Linked DNA regions of Mus musculus: all the other regions are linked to region 1. The links are chromatin contacts, called in public Hi-C and HiChIP or PLAC-seq maps. All regions are on one chromosome and are shown on one strand. The core of a region is the stretch at or near the end of the contact, and the rest is flanking DNA. Distances in the headings are between cores, read along the strand shown. Region 1 holds the start of Ccdc71l (coiled-coil domain containing 71 like). Region 2 overlaps Pik3cg (phosphatidylinositol-4,5-bisphosphate 3-kinase catalytic subunit gamma). Region 3 has its middle 35 kb from the start of Gm33380.

The links. Hi-C and Micro-C count contacts between places; a contact is called where the count stands out from the background. HiChIP or PLAC-seq counts read pairs in DNA pulled down with a chosen protein or histone mark.
Region 2: a contact with region 1 is called in an H3K27ac HiChIP or PLAC-seq map of bone marrow-derived dendritic cells, with 3 times the contacts expected there. The contact joins the enhancer-like site here to the promoter of Ccdc71l in region 1. A contact is called at or near these places in 1 of 39 promoter capture datasets (neural stem cells), 2 of 484 Hi-C or Micro-C datasets (the C10 cell line and the G1E-ER4 cell line) and 5 of 115 datasets of contacts at active chromatin or transcription factors (the 230-238 cell line, bone marrow-derived dendritic cells, bone marrow-derived macrophages and 1 more).
Region 3: a contact with region 1 is called in a Hi-C map of embryonic fibroblasts, with 2.3 times the contacts expected there. The contact joins the enhancer-like site here to the promoter of Ccdc71l in region 1. A contact is called at or near these places in 1 of 39 promoter capture datasets (hippocampal neurons), 1 of 484 Hi-C or Micro-C datasets (embryonic fibroblasts) and 3 of 9 other capture datasets (adipose tissue, macrophages and pancreatic islet).

Annotation. Positions count from the first base shown.
Region 1 is chr12:32,376,899-32,380,789 of GRCm38.p6, forward strand. It overlaps Ccdc71l (coiled-coil domain containing 71 like), which reads left to right and starts at 1,891. Exons shown (of 1, transcript NM_001162903.1): 1 at 1,891-3,891. The coding sequence starts at 2,086. The coding sequence ends at 2,742.
Region 2 is chr12:32,180,882-32,184,772 of GRCm38.p6, forward strand. All of the region lies in intron 10 of Pik3cg (phosphatidylinositol-4,5-bisphosphate 3-kinase catalytic subunit gamma), which reads right to left. Among named protein-coding and RNA genes, the nearest start is that of Pik3cg, 26 kb to the right of the region's middle. Within about 2 kb of position 1,935, at least 26 of the 459 cell types and tissues checked have an H3K27ac peak or open chromatin away from gene starts, as enhancers often do. A contact at or near this core is called in bone marrow-derived dendritic cells and neural stem cells, where this site is marked.
Region 3 is chr12:32,544,751-32,548,641 of GRCm38.p6, forward strand. No RefSeq gene overlaps it. Among named protein-coding and RNA genes, the nearest start is that of Gm33380, 35 kb to the right of the region's middle. Within about 2 kb of position 1,866, at least 17 of the 459 cell types and tissues checked have an H3K27ac peak or open chromatin away from gene starts, as enhancers often do. A contact at or near this core is called in embryonic fibroblasts, where this site is marked.

The sequences.
Region 1 (3,891 bases), core at 641-3,140:
CATGAGGAGACAGGAAGCTAGTGATTGTCTATGTAATCTTGTTCTGAGAGGAAGTATGCTTTTCTAGGAAAACGATTTTCTCTTTATAAGGCTGCCATCATTTTGGTACATGGAAAACTGATTCATGGTCACCGTTTTTATTTTTGCCATCAGCCTACTGTGTAGAGTGTGCACTTTAGTATAGGAAAGCAAGTTTCTCTCTTTTATTCTTTTTTTTTTTTTAGCTTTTATTAAAACTAAATAAAATGTTATATGGTTCAAACAAAATATTATCCGTGTCCAGTACAGGACAGATTAAAATTTCCTAGTTGTGGGTGAGAAGTACGATCAGGGGTATACAGCTATGTCTTTTGGTCATGCCACTGAACATGCATAAAGCATTTCTATTTAGTTAGCACAACACAGTGTGGAAGAACCAGCAGTGAAATATAAAGATCTCTAGATTAGGGACATAAAGCTCTATAGCAGCAACCCTGCTGTTAGCAAGCTGTCTTAATAAACTCCTGTGGGTCTAAACTGCCCTCATCTGTGCGACAAGAAGACTGAACCAGGTGTGTCTCAGCTCAAATATTTAAAGGAACTATTTTAACTGTATGCAGATCACAAAAATTTGGCATTGCATTCATTGTGTGCTGCAAAATAAGATACTTACTGAAGAAAATTCTAGCACCAGGACATAGATTTAAAAAAAAAAAACCTTATTTTACAGAAATCTTAGGGGCTGGAGGGTATAGATCACTAGTAGGGTGCAGTCTTCATATGTGTGAAGCTCTGGGTTCTATCCCCAGCAAGGGGAATAATGAAGTTTAAAGGACTTCAAAGAAAATTGCAATATAAATGCAAAATATATAATTACCTTGTTCTAAGCAATTTCAGTGCTGCACTCCATTTCAAACAGGCAGTGCTATTTCATACATCCATTTGGTATGCATTCAACGCCTATTATGTGAATAGGCAGCGAGTTGAGAGTGAATAGAGGAATTGACAAAAAGGATGTCTACTACTGTCTTCCCAAATACAAAAGGTGATTCATTCTTAAGGATGTATTCTTCTCAAAGAATCTTATTGATTACGTGGAATACTACATCAAGGATAGAGATGGTGCTGCGAATGGCAATTTAATACCAACTGAAATGTGGAATAGCACTCTGATTTAAAAAAAATGTTTTCTTTCAGCAGAACAGCTTTGCTGCCATTGCTGTTTGTCCAACTTGAGCAGACTTTTTAGTTCATACAGTATTAACTCTTTTCTTTCCCAGTGACCTGTACCTCCTAAATGTGCCAAGATGGTTCCATTGCCCAGAAGGAAGCTGTCATCAATGCCTGAACTTTTAGTTTTCTTAAAAGATGGGGTCAAGAGAGGCAAAGCATATGAAGATGCCAAAGCAGGATTTGAGACTTTAGAAGGGATTCATGAAATGCCCATCCCTTCTAGTTTATACCCAACTCTCTCAGCTGTTATACTATCAAGTCTTGGGGTTCTCTCTCATTATTCAGACTGGTAGACTTCCCCAGCTCAACCCACAGCTGAACACAATCACCCACGACACCCCCAAACATGGCACTCACACCCACCCACTTCCTTCTCTTGACAGGGCAACCCTCATGGATCCACCCAATGGTTGACTGGCCTTCCAGGGCCTCACCATCACCCACCACAGCCACCATGTTCCACGAACTGGCCTCTCCCCCATCAGTCCCCGCCCCTCACTCGGAGAGCACCCAATGGGAGGAGCTGAGGCCGTGGGAGGCGGGGACTAAGGCGGGCCCATTTAAAGAAAGGCTGAGGGCGAAAGGAGGCAAGAGAAGAGAAGAAAGAGAAGCCAGGGGAGGGGGCGGGCGCCGTCCAATGACAAAGCCCCGGGGTGGGCGCCCGCCGCTGCCGCCATCTTTAGCCCGGCCACAGGACAACCAGCGCGTCCTCCGCCCCGAGGGGGAGGGGCGGCGAGGCGAGAAAAGTAGCGAGCGGCGCCGGGCGGAAGGCGCCAGCACAGGCTAGCAGCGCCGGGCGGAAGGCGCCAGCACAGGCGAGCGCCGCCGAGCCGGGCGCGGACAGGGACGGCGGGCGGTCCCGAGCGGCCTCTGATGCGACGCGGCGTGAAGAGGCGGCGGCGCCGGCCCCGGGCTGCCTGGGGCGGCGGCTACGGAGCGGAAGGAGGGGCCGGGCTGGAGGCGCTGGAGGAGAAGGTGGTGTACTCGCGGTCGCAACTGTCGCTGGCCGGAAGCACGGAGGCGCTGGGCGACGCCTTCAAGCTCTTCATGCCCAGCAGCACGGAGTTCATGAGCTCGGAAGCGGAGCTCTGGAGCTTCCTCTGCAGCCTCAAGCACCAGTTCTCCCCGCACATCCTGCGCAGCAAGGACGTCTACGGCTACTCCTCGTGCCGGGCACTGGTGCCCGACCCCCCGGCGCCCGACAGCCGCCCCGCGCGCCGGCCGCGCCCGCGCGCAACGCCCAGGAGGAGGCGCCGTGGAGCTCGGGCTGCCGCGGACACCCGTAGGCCGCGCCCCGCCGCTGCGGCCGCGGAGCCCGGGCCTCCCGCATCCAGCTTCGGGGGCCGCACCCTGGAGGAGATCTGGAGGGCGGCCACCCCGACGCTGACCAGCTTCCCGACCATCCGCGTCGGCGACGACGTGTGGGGCGAGCGCAGCCTGGCGGTGGCGCGGCGCAGGGCGAGCCAAGTGCTGCGAGTGGACCTGGACCCGGTGGTGAGGCTGCGCCGCTTCCCGGTGCACCGGCTGTGATGCGCGCTGCGGCGCCTCCTGCCGGCCGCCGCCCGGGGAAGCTTCCGCGCGCTGGAACGGACTTATGTCAATGTCAGTCGAATGTTTACAGAACCGGCCCCCTTTGGTGCACTTTATGCGCGAACTAGGCCCCTGGATGCGGTGCGGCGCCGCGGTCCAGGATCGGGACAGGTGCGGCCCCCACGCCCGCGGCCAGACGGGACGGCCGGACCCGCGACAGAAGTCCCTTTGCTTCCCAACCCGGATGGAGACGTCTCCAGAACCTGGAGGGACACGTGCGTTTTCTCCCTCTCGGACTCTACCTCACCGGTCTGGAAGACCTCCGAAGACTTACAAATTTTTTTCTCCAAAGGAATTTTGTTTTCGTGCTTGTGTAATACAGCCAGAATTTTACTTGCTCCTGATTCCCCTTCTGTTTTCTTTTTGACTGTCAGCCCCACTTTCTGGACAGAAGATCGACTATGTTTCCTGGTGAAGTGCTGGTGTACGCTCAGGGTATTCTGAAGGCCACTCGTTTTCTAATTTTTACTGGATTCCAAAGCTTTGATCAAGGTCGTCTTTTAAGAGTTTCAAGCTTATGACTGTTAATGTAAGGATTTGTATGGCTTTGAATTTCATGAGCTCAGTGATTAACAAGAGATGCAAAGTACAACTTTAAAATAAAAGGTTAAGGTGTTTATATATAAAGTTTTATATTGAAAGTTTATATTTACTGAGCTCCTAAGTAAAATGGTAGAATATTCTTTAAAAGTTTTGTTTAAGAAAAAGTTGACTTACTCTATTCATTTAAATTGAATAAAATTGAAGTGTTTTGAACCACATGGCTTGTGATAAAAATTGAATAAATTTTGAAGAAGATGTTGGCTACAAGAATGACTGGAATCCAGTTGGAGGTGTTTGACCTCGCTTCCTGGTGTAACATAATATTCAGGATTGTTAATGGGAAGAGAATTAAGATGGAAGTTGCTTAGGAGAGATCAATACGTGTGGACATTGTGAATAAACAGATAAACAGAATACCCTTTAGAATTCCCAGAATTGTGAATGATCTATAGGGAGGGGCAGGGGCATTTCTTGGTACCATATAACTGGTCAACGTTATTTGGCAGAAAAGTAGATCTTAATTCTTTGTTGTTGAATAACAAGAAA
Region 2 (3,891 bases), core at 685-3,184, 200 kb before region 1:
AACATTTGAAATGTAAATAAAGAAAATATCCAATAAAAGTCCACTTAGTGCTGCCAGAAGAAGAAGAAGAAGAAGAAGAAGAAGAAGAAGAAGAAGAAGAAGAAGAAGAAGAAGGAGAAGAAGAAGAAGAAGAAGAAGAAGAAGAAGGCAACTTCAATGTCCTGTTATAAAAGATGGATAGGGAGGCTGAAGCACACTACCTCAACCATACTTCCTGAGTCTCTGAGCTAGTGGAGAATAAACAAGTGAAAGTGTGATATGAAGCAGGACTGAGAGGACATATGGCTATCCTCACATCTTTGTCAGTTAACACAAGATGACTTTGTATCTACTAGTCATTCTTTCCTTATTACTATGACAAGATGCCCACATCCTAAAGGAGAAAGGATTTGTTTCAGCTAATGGCTTCAGAGTGATAGTCTATCACTGTAAGTAAGAGAGCACAGCAGGAGCTTGAGGTGACTGCCTGGTCACACTGCGGCAGACAGGAATCTGAGAACTCAGCTTGGAACCAAAAACAGACATAACCTTCCAAGATATGTGTCCTCCAGCTGTACTGTGTGTCCTAAGGTTCTGCAACTTTACCCACACAGTGCTGTCAGCCCAGGACTGAGTATCAAGATGCATGTAGGTGTGGTCTCAAACCATAACACTGTAACATTTACATGTGGCACAGTGACCACAATGACAATAGAGGTCAGGCCTGCATCACACTGGACAGTGGAGGGTGGACATATTTACCCTAGCTTAATCAAATGACCCAGATCATTCTGATCCAACTAAGGCAATTTATATAAAATACAGGCACAGCAGGCTGCACAGCCTGAGTATGCCAGACATGTTAGTCCCTATCTTTCCTTCCTGAACTCAGAATCTCCTTTTTGCTCACTGTAGCAGAAGGGCTAACACAGTCCCCAAAGCATCTCAGGGATGTTTCAGCAGCAGCCCAGATTTTAACTGTTACCTGGTGGCAGCCCCAGTACATTAGTGCTCTTGCATTCCAAGTGACGCCTCTGATGCCCAGAAATCATTTTCTTTGCTTATCCAACGCCACCAAGGCATCTCGAGTTTCTTGGTAATTACAGAAGCTGAGTGCAGACTTCACCTCAGGCCACAGACTCATTAATTTGCCAACTCTTGTGCTTTTCACACAGACTTAGGGGGACGTCTTTTGATTTGGAACCAGAAGTACATTTTGATTTTTAATTATTTCCTATTCTTCTATACACTAGAGGCTCCAGGCAAATCTCCTGATGTGTGAGCCCACTGTGGGGGTCAATCTCTTTTTAATAGAAAAACTTCAAGGAGGTAAATTAAGTCCAGACAAAGTCACTGTTACCCTAATCCATAGGTGTTCATGAAATACTTTCAGTTGATGGTAAGTAAATCCAACAATCCCTGTGCCCAAAGAGATCCACAGTGGGAAAAGGACAGGGTCCTGTGTCTCTTGGAGGCCATCCCACCCATATGAGCTATCATCTTCTGGAGGTTGTTGAGGAGGGAACTCAGAACCTCGTGCATAGCCGGTGAGCATTGTATGAGTGAGCTGCATTCCCGGCTGCAAGACTGGGTTTTTGTTGGTTTTAGCTTGTTTGATGAGTGGTGACTTTCACATGCAGGCTCTTCTGTGAGAAAGGAGTGTCTTCCCTGAATTTAACTGCATGTTTCGTACTTGGCAGACAGAATGTCTAGATTCCAACTGACTCTAGAAACTTAAAACTTGAGGGCAGACATTACCATCCTCTGTTGAAGACAGAGTGGAACGGCAGCTAACAGCCGGCCTCACACCTAGTTGAATGAACTCAGATTTTGCCTTTCTTATTAACAATCAGAGAGGCCTTTTGGACCTCAGTGTTTTCATCTGTAGGGTGAGTACAATAGTATCGTCCATTTCCTGTGGCTGTGGTGAGATTTAAGTGCTGTGTAACTAGTTCCCTTTCATTACTAAATACTTCAAAGAATTGCATTATTGAGCACATTTCCCAATGCGAAATGCATCAGTTTCGTATGCAGACTGTCCACCAAATGATTCCACAGACAGTTCATTTAGCAGGTGAAGGGAGTGAGAGTGGGCGGCTACCTGTTTTTGCGACATGTATGGAAAGGGCTGTCTTCACACTGGCTCACGACGACGGACACACAGCATGCTGCACACTGGGCATCTACAGGTACTTCTTATCTTTTGGGGATCACGGTTGGGTACTGCTCCACCAACACAAGCCCCAGAAGTTTCATTTCTGTCCTTTATACTCAGTGACAAGGCTTGCGAGTGTGCCCTGGTCGCACTGCTTCAGCCCAGAGGTCCGTGGTTTGGAATGGCTAAAAGGATGTGGCTGGGGAGCTCAGGGAAAAACCCAGAACACAGAACTTACTGCCTGTTGAAAGTGACTTCTTTTTTTTCTTCCAGGGTCCAAACATTGCTCTTCTTAACTGCCTGTGAGAGGCTGTGTGTTATTGAGTGAAGAAAGTCTGACTGGGGGACTTGGTTTCATGTACTACTTACTGTCGAGAACATTCCACTACCAATGGTGGCATTAGCTGGCATACTCTCCATTAGTAGCTAATAAATAGGTTGAGCCTGTGTGGTACATCTGCTCCTAATTCCATTGCTGTCTAAATGCCTTAATTGTAGCATCTACGCCCTGAAAGAAAGAAATGTTTTTATAGGCTACCACCTCCGCACATCTTGGAAACAAAGGAATTCATTACCATTTCAGGGCTCAAACCTTGCCTTGATTTACATTCTAGTCACGGAACCAACTCATTTCATCTGTGCCACCAACTAATTCTTAACCACTGAAGAGCAGTTCTAGAGTGTTCAAGGTTCAAGGTCACATGGATACTTTTTCTAACAACTGAAACCCTCCAGTCTCCCTAGAGATGAACTGTGCATATTCAGTTAAGTAGAGAAATGACACTGGGACAATGAAACAGAAACTCCAGGGAGAGGTTCTGAGGCTGAGGGGTAGGAGAAAACTGTCAAATATTCATCACTGAAAAAAAAATAGCCTGTCTGTCTAAGAGACACAGTTGAGAAAATAATAGTCTAGTCCAAGGCATGCATTAAATATATTTTAAAATAAAAGTCAATGTATTGCCCCAGCCTACATTCTTAGTATTTATCTTAACAAACCAGAAAAGGTTGATTCATAGACTTAATGCAGGAAGAAACACTCTGTGGTATGTCTAAACACAGAGTGTCTGACCCTTCGCTACTTATTTATTGAGTTTAAATTAGTAGTTCCATATTTATGGACTTGAACATGAGTCACAAACTAGCTGTTTGCCAGGGAATGGGATATACCATTGTCTCTCAAATATTTAGATAAAAATTCATTAGGAATACAAAGGCTATAATTAATTTTTTTCAAAGTTTGTATTAAGAATGTGTACTCACTGATAAGTGGATATTAGCACAGAAACTTAGAATACCCAAGATATAAGATACAATTTGCAAAACACATGAAACTCAAGAAGAATGAAGACCAAAGTGTGAACACTTTGCCCCTTCTTAGAATTGGGAACAAAACACCCATGGAAGGAGTTACAGAGACAAAATTTGGAGCTGAGAAGAAAGGATGGACCATCTAGGGACTGCCATATCTGGGGATCCATCCCATAATCAGCTTCCAAACACTGACACCATTGCATACACTAGCAAGATTTTGCTGAAAGGACCCAGATATAGCTGTCTCTTGTGAGATTATGCTGGGGCCTGGCAAACACAGAAGTGGATGCTCACAGTCAGCTATTGGATGGATCACAGGGCCCCCAATGGAGGAGCTAGAGACAGTAATCTAGGAGCTAAAGGGATCAGCAACCCTATAGGTAGAACAACAATATGAACTAACCAGTACCCTCTGGAGCTCGTGTCTCTAGCTGCATATATAT
Region 3 (3,891 bases), core at 616-3,115, 170 kb after region 1:
GTTATAATGGCTATGTTTCCTTACCTTCATGTATCACTGAAAGAAGAGTTGTTTATGTTTTGACCAGTGGCATCTCAAAAGTCTCACTATTCTCTCTTGTGCACTTATTCTCTAGCTCTCTCCCTCATGATTTTGCTACCTGGAATATTTCAGAATACCTGTCTTCAAGATAAGATATTATGTTTTCTCTTTAAATTAGACTGTTGTTGAAGGTTTCAGTTTGTTTAAAACTTGTTATTGATTCTTTGTGAATTTCACATCATGCATCCCAGTCACATTTATCTTCCCATCCCCTCATACTTGACCTTTGGCCTTACAACCTTACCCCCAAATAAACACACACACACACACACACACACACACACACACACACAAAGCATAGAAAACATCTCACTGTGAAAGCTGTATTGTGTCACTGTGTGTGTCCCACAGTATCTCCTTCTGTCCACACATCTTCACTTGCAAATGTTCATTGCAATGAGTCGTTTGTCTGATCATCATCAATACTGGCTCATCATCAGGACTCCTCCCAGTTATCCTGTTGTTCTACTGTGTCATAGAGATCCTGAATCTTTGGATCAGCACGACTGTCCCTTACCCATGTCCCAACCATTTAACAATGATACAGATTTTGGGTTCAACCAACTCAGAGCCCTCGATCTTGGCCTGGGTGATAGCTGAGTTCTCTCATGGCCAACTCTTCAGACTACCACAAGTGATGAAGAGGGGTGAAGAGAAGGTGTCACCCCTGAATACCTCATATCTTATTAGCAGTGATAGCATGTCTTTGGGTTCAGCAGTGGCTCAGTGATTGGGACCTTCTGCAGTGGCAGTGAGAAACAAACACATAGAACAGAACACATGCCTTAGCTCAGTGGTGATTTGGGCCGATTACATGGCTTACTCTAATTAGAACAGCAGCTTAGCCAACTAAGCAGCTTAGATGGATTGATAATTCTTAGTAGTAAGAACTTGGTAATCAAGTAGGAAGTCAGATTATGGACTTGAGATGAGATATCTTTGTGGATGGTTGGTAGCCTTTGATATTATCTTGAATCATTTGCTGGTCCAATAGTATTCTCTAAACCTTTTGCTTTTGCCTCTTCCAGAATTTTCCAGACTTGCTCTGGTGTGAACTAGAACAGCAGAATTTATAGTATGAGGCCCTATGGCATGAATGTAATACAGATTTGATGAATGTGTTAACTTAGTCCTAATCCTGGTCAGGGTCATATTGCCCAAAGTAAAGTAGATAACTGTTTTCAAACCGGCTCAAAATATTTACTCCTAAATATATGGGACACATGATATGAACATATGAATTTACTTGGTTAAATCAATTCCTATCAAAGCAAGATATCACAGAAGACAAACTTATGAACTATATAGGCACTTTCCTTGGTATTACTTCAAGAATGATAAAGTCTTAAGAGTCTAGAATAATGAGCTCTGTTATATCATGTAGTTGTTCAGTATGCAGCTGACAGAGGCATAAGACCATCTGCTGCTTCTCATTCCATTGTGATAGATGCATATTTTCATTCGATGTTGTTTCCCATCTGCACAAAGGCAGATTAGTTAACATACCATGTTTCTTACAATATAGATGTGTTGATATTATACCTTTCAGCCTTGTATGTTTGTAAATATTGATCCTTTGCTGAGTTACATTCCTCAGATACTTATGGAACAATGAACAAAACATGTTAGAAAGCTATACAAGCCACACAGTTATTAGTTTCCATTAACAGATATGGCCCTAGTGCTGAAGAGAATCTGGGTCATTGCTTTTTCTACCACTGCATACATATGGCAAGTTCAGGGGCTGAGGACTCAGGGCATTCCTTCTGAATGACTCATGTCATGCCTCAGGCAGGCTCCATTTTTGTCTGCTGATACTGCCCTAGCAAATTAAAGGCATTGATTTGGCATATTTCCATTCTGAGCAAAATATTTATCATCCAGAAAGGATGTTGGAACCTATTCTTTCCCCTAGAGCTTTGGGGACTGCTGCTATAACAGCAGTTCTCAACCTGTGCACCACAAAGACTCCTTTGGGGGTTGAAAGACCCTTTCACAGTGGTTGCCTAAGACCACTGGAAAACACAGATGTTTATATTATGATTCATCACTGTAGAAAAATTATAGAGACCTTAGAGGTGAGAGACTCCCAGGACTCACAGGGAGGGACCTTTGACAAAATGCCCAACAGTAGGGAGAGGGAACTTATAGAGCCCATCTCCAGCAGGAAGACAGAACATCAAGTGAGGGATGGGGTTGCCATCCCATAGTCACACCTCTGACCCATAATTGTTTTTGTCTGAAAGAATTACAGGGATTGAAATGGAGAGGAGCCTGAGGAAAAGAAGGTCCAGTGACAGACCCAAAGTTGGATCCAGGTCAAGGGGAGGTCCCAAGGCCTGACACTATTACTGAGGCTATGGAGTTCTCACAAAAAGGGACCTATCATGACTGCCCTCTGAAAGACCCAACAAGCAGCTGAAAGAGTCAGATGAAGATATTTGCACCCAACCAATGAACAGAAGCAGATGACCCCTGTTTTTGAATTAGGGAAGGCTGAAAGAATTTTAGGAGAAGGGCGATTCTATAGGAGGACCAGCAGTCTTAATTAATCTGGACCCCCAAGATCTTTCAAACACTGGACCACCAAAGAGATGGCACAAACCAGCTGATATGAGGCCCCCAACACACATACAGTAGAGGATTTCTAGGTCTATGCTCATTCAGAGATGATGCACCTAGCCCTCAAGAGACTAGAGGCCCCAAGGAGTTTAGAGGTCAGATGGGGTGGAGGGTGGGGGCATCCATGTGGAGACAGAGTGTGGTAGGGAGGAGGTGTAGGATGTAGAGCAGTTGGAGGGTGGGATAGGAGGGGCGGGAAATGGAATGTGGGTATAAAAATGAATTACAAATAAAATTAAATTTAAAAGAGAAAGAAAAATTATAAAGTAGCAACAAAAATAGTTATGGGTGGGAGTCACCACAACATGAGGAACTGTATTCAAGGGTTGCAGCATAAGGAAAGTTGAGATCCACTATGATGTAGAATCTAAACACAAATTAAACGAAGCTCACTGTGTCACATGCCTTTGTCAATCAGTCATGGAAGCTTATCCCTTAATCATCCTGACAAATGAAGACAAAATCATGTCAACCAACAAATCCACAGTTTTTACTGGTTCTACCAGAGTAAAGGATGACCAGAGTCTTCTGATAGCCATAATTATATTCTTGCTTACTAAGGACCTGACTCAGCTTGAGAGGGGATCCTGAGAGAAGGGGTGTGTGGGAGTAGCAAACAAAGAACTTGAAGTAATTCTGGGTCCAAACTGATGGCCTATGTTCTGCTCGAGATGGCTTTCCAGATTACACTCTCCCTCCCCCCTCTCTTCTTTTAGTTTTCTCTGGAGAGCTCCAGACAGCTCTCTGCCTCTCTGCTTGAGACAGCTTTTATGCAATTTGGAAATCCCTTTAGTTATCTCATCTTTTGCAGATCAAAAACCCAGTTTTTAATTTACATACCAATTTAGTCATTACCCCCAGGTCCCCATTAACCCAAGTTCCTTGATTCTTACCAAGAGACAGGGAGCACAAGACAATAAGATAGCTAGGTGGGATCCTACCCTGAAATTACCATTCCTACCATACCTGGACCTGGACCTGGACCTATACTCCCTTTGTTCCAGGCTGACCTTGAACTCCAGAATCTGCCTATCTTTGTATCTGCCTGTCTTCATAGCTTTCTGACAAGCTGGCTCATAGTGCAGCTGCCTCTGTTCCTTAAGATTTGTGAAACTTCTATATAATTCGTATTGCATCCTTATATTTTGCATAGTTGAGAAAGTATATATTTTCTAACTCATGTTTTCA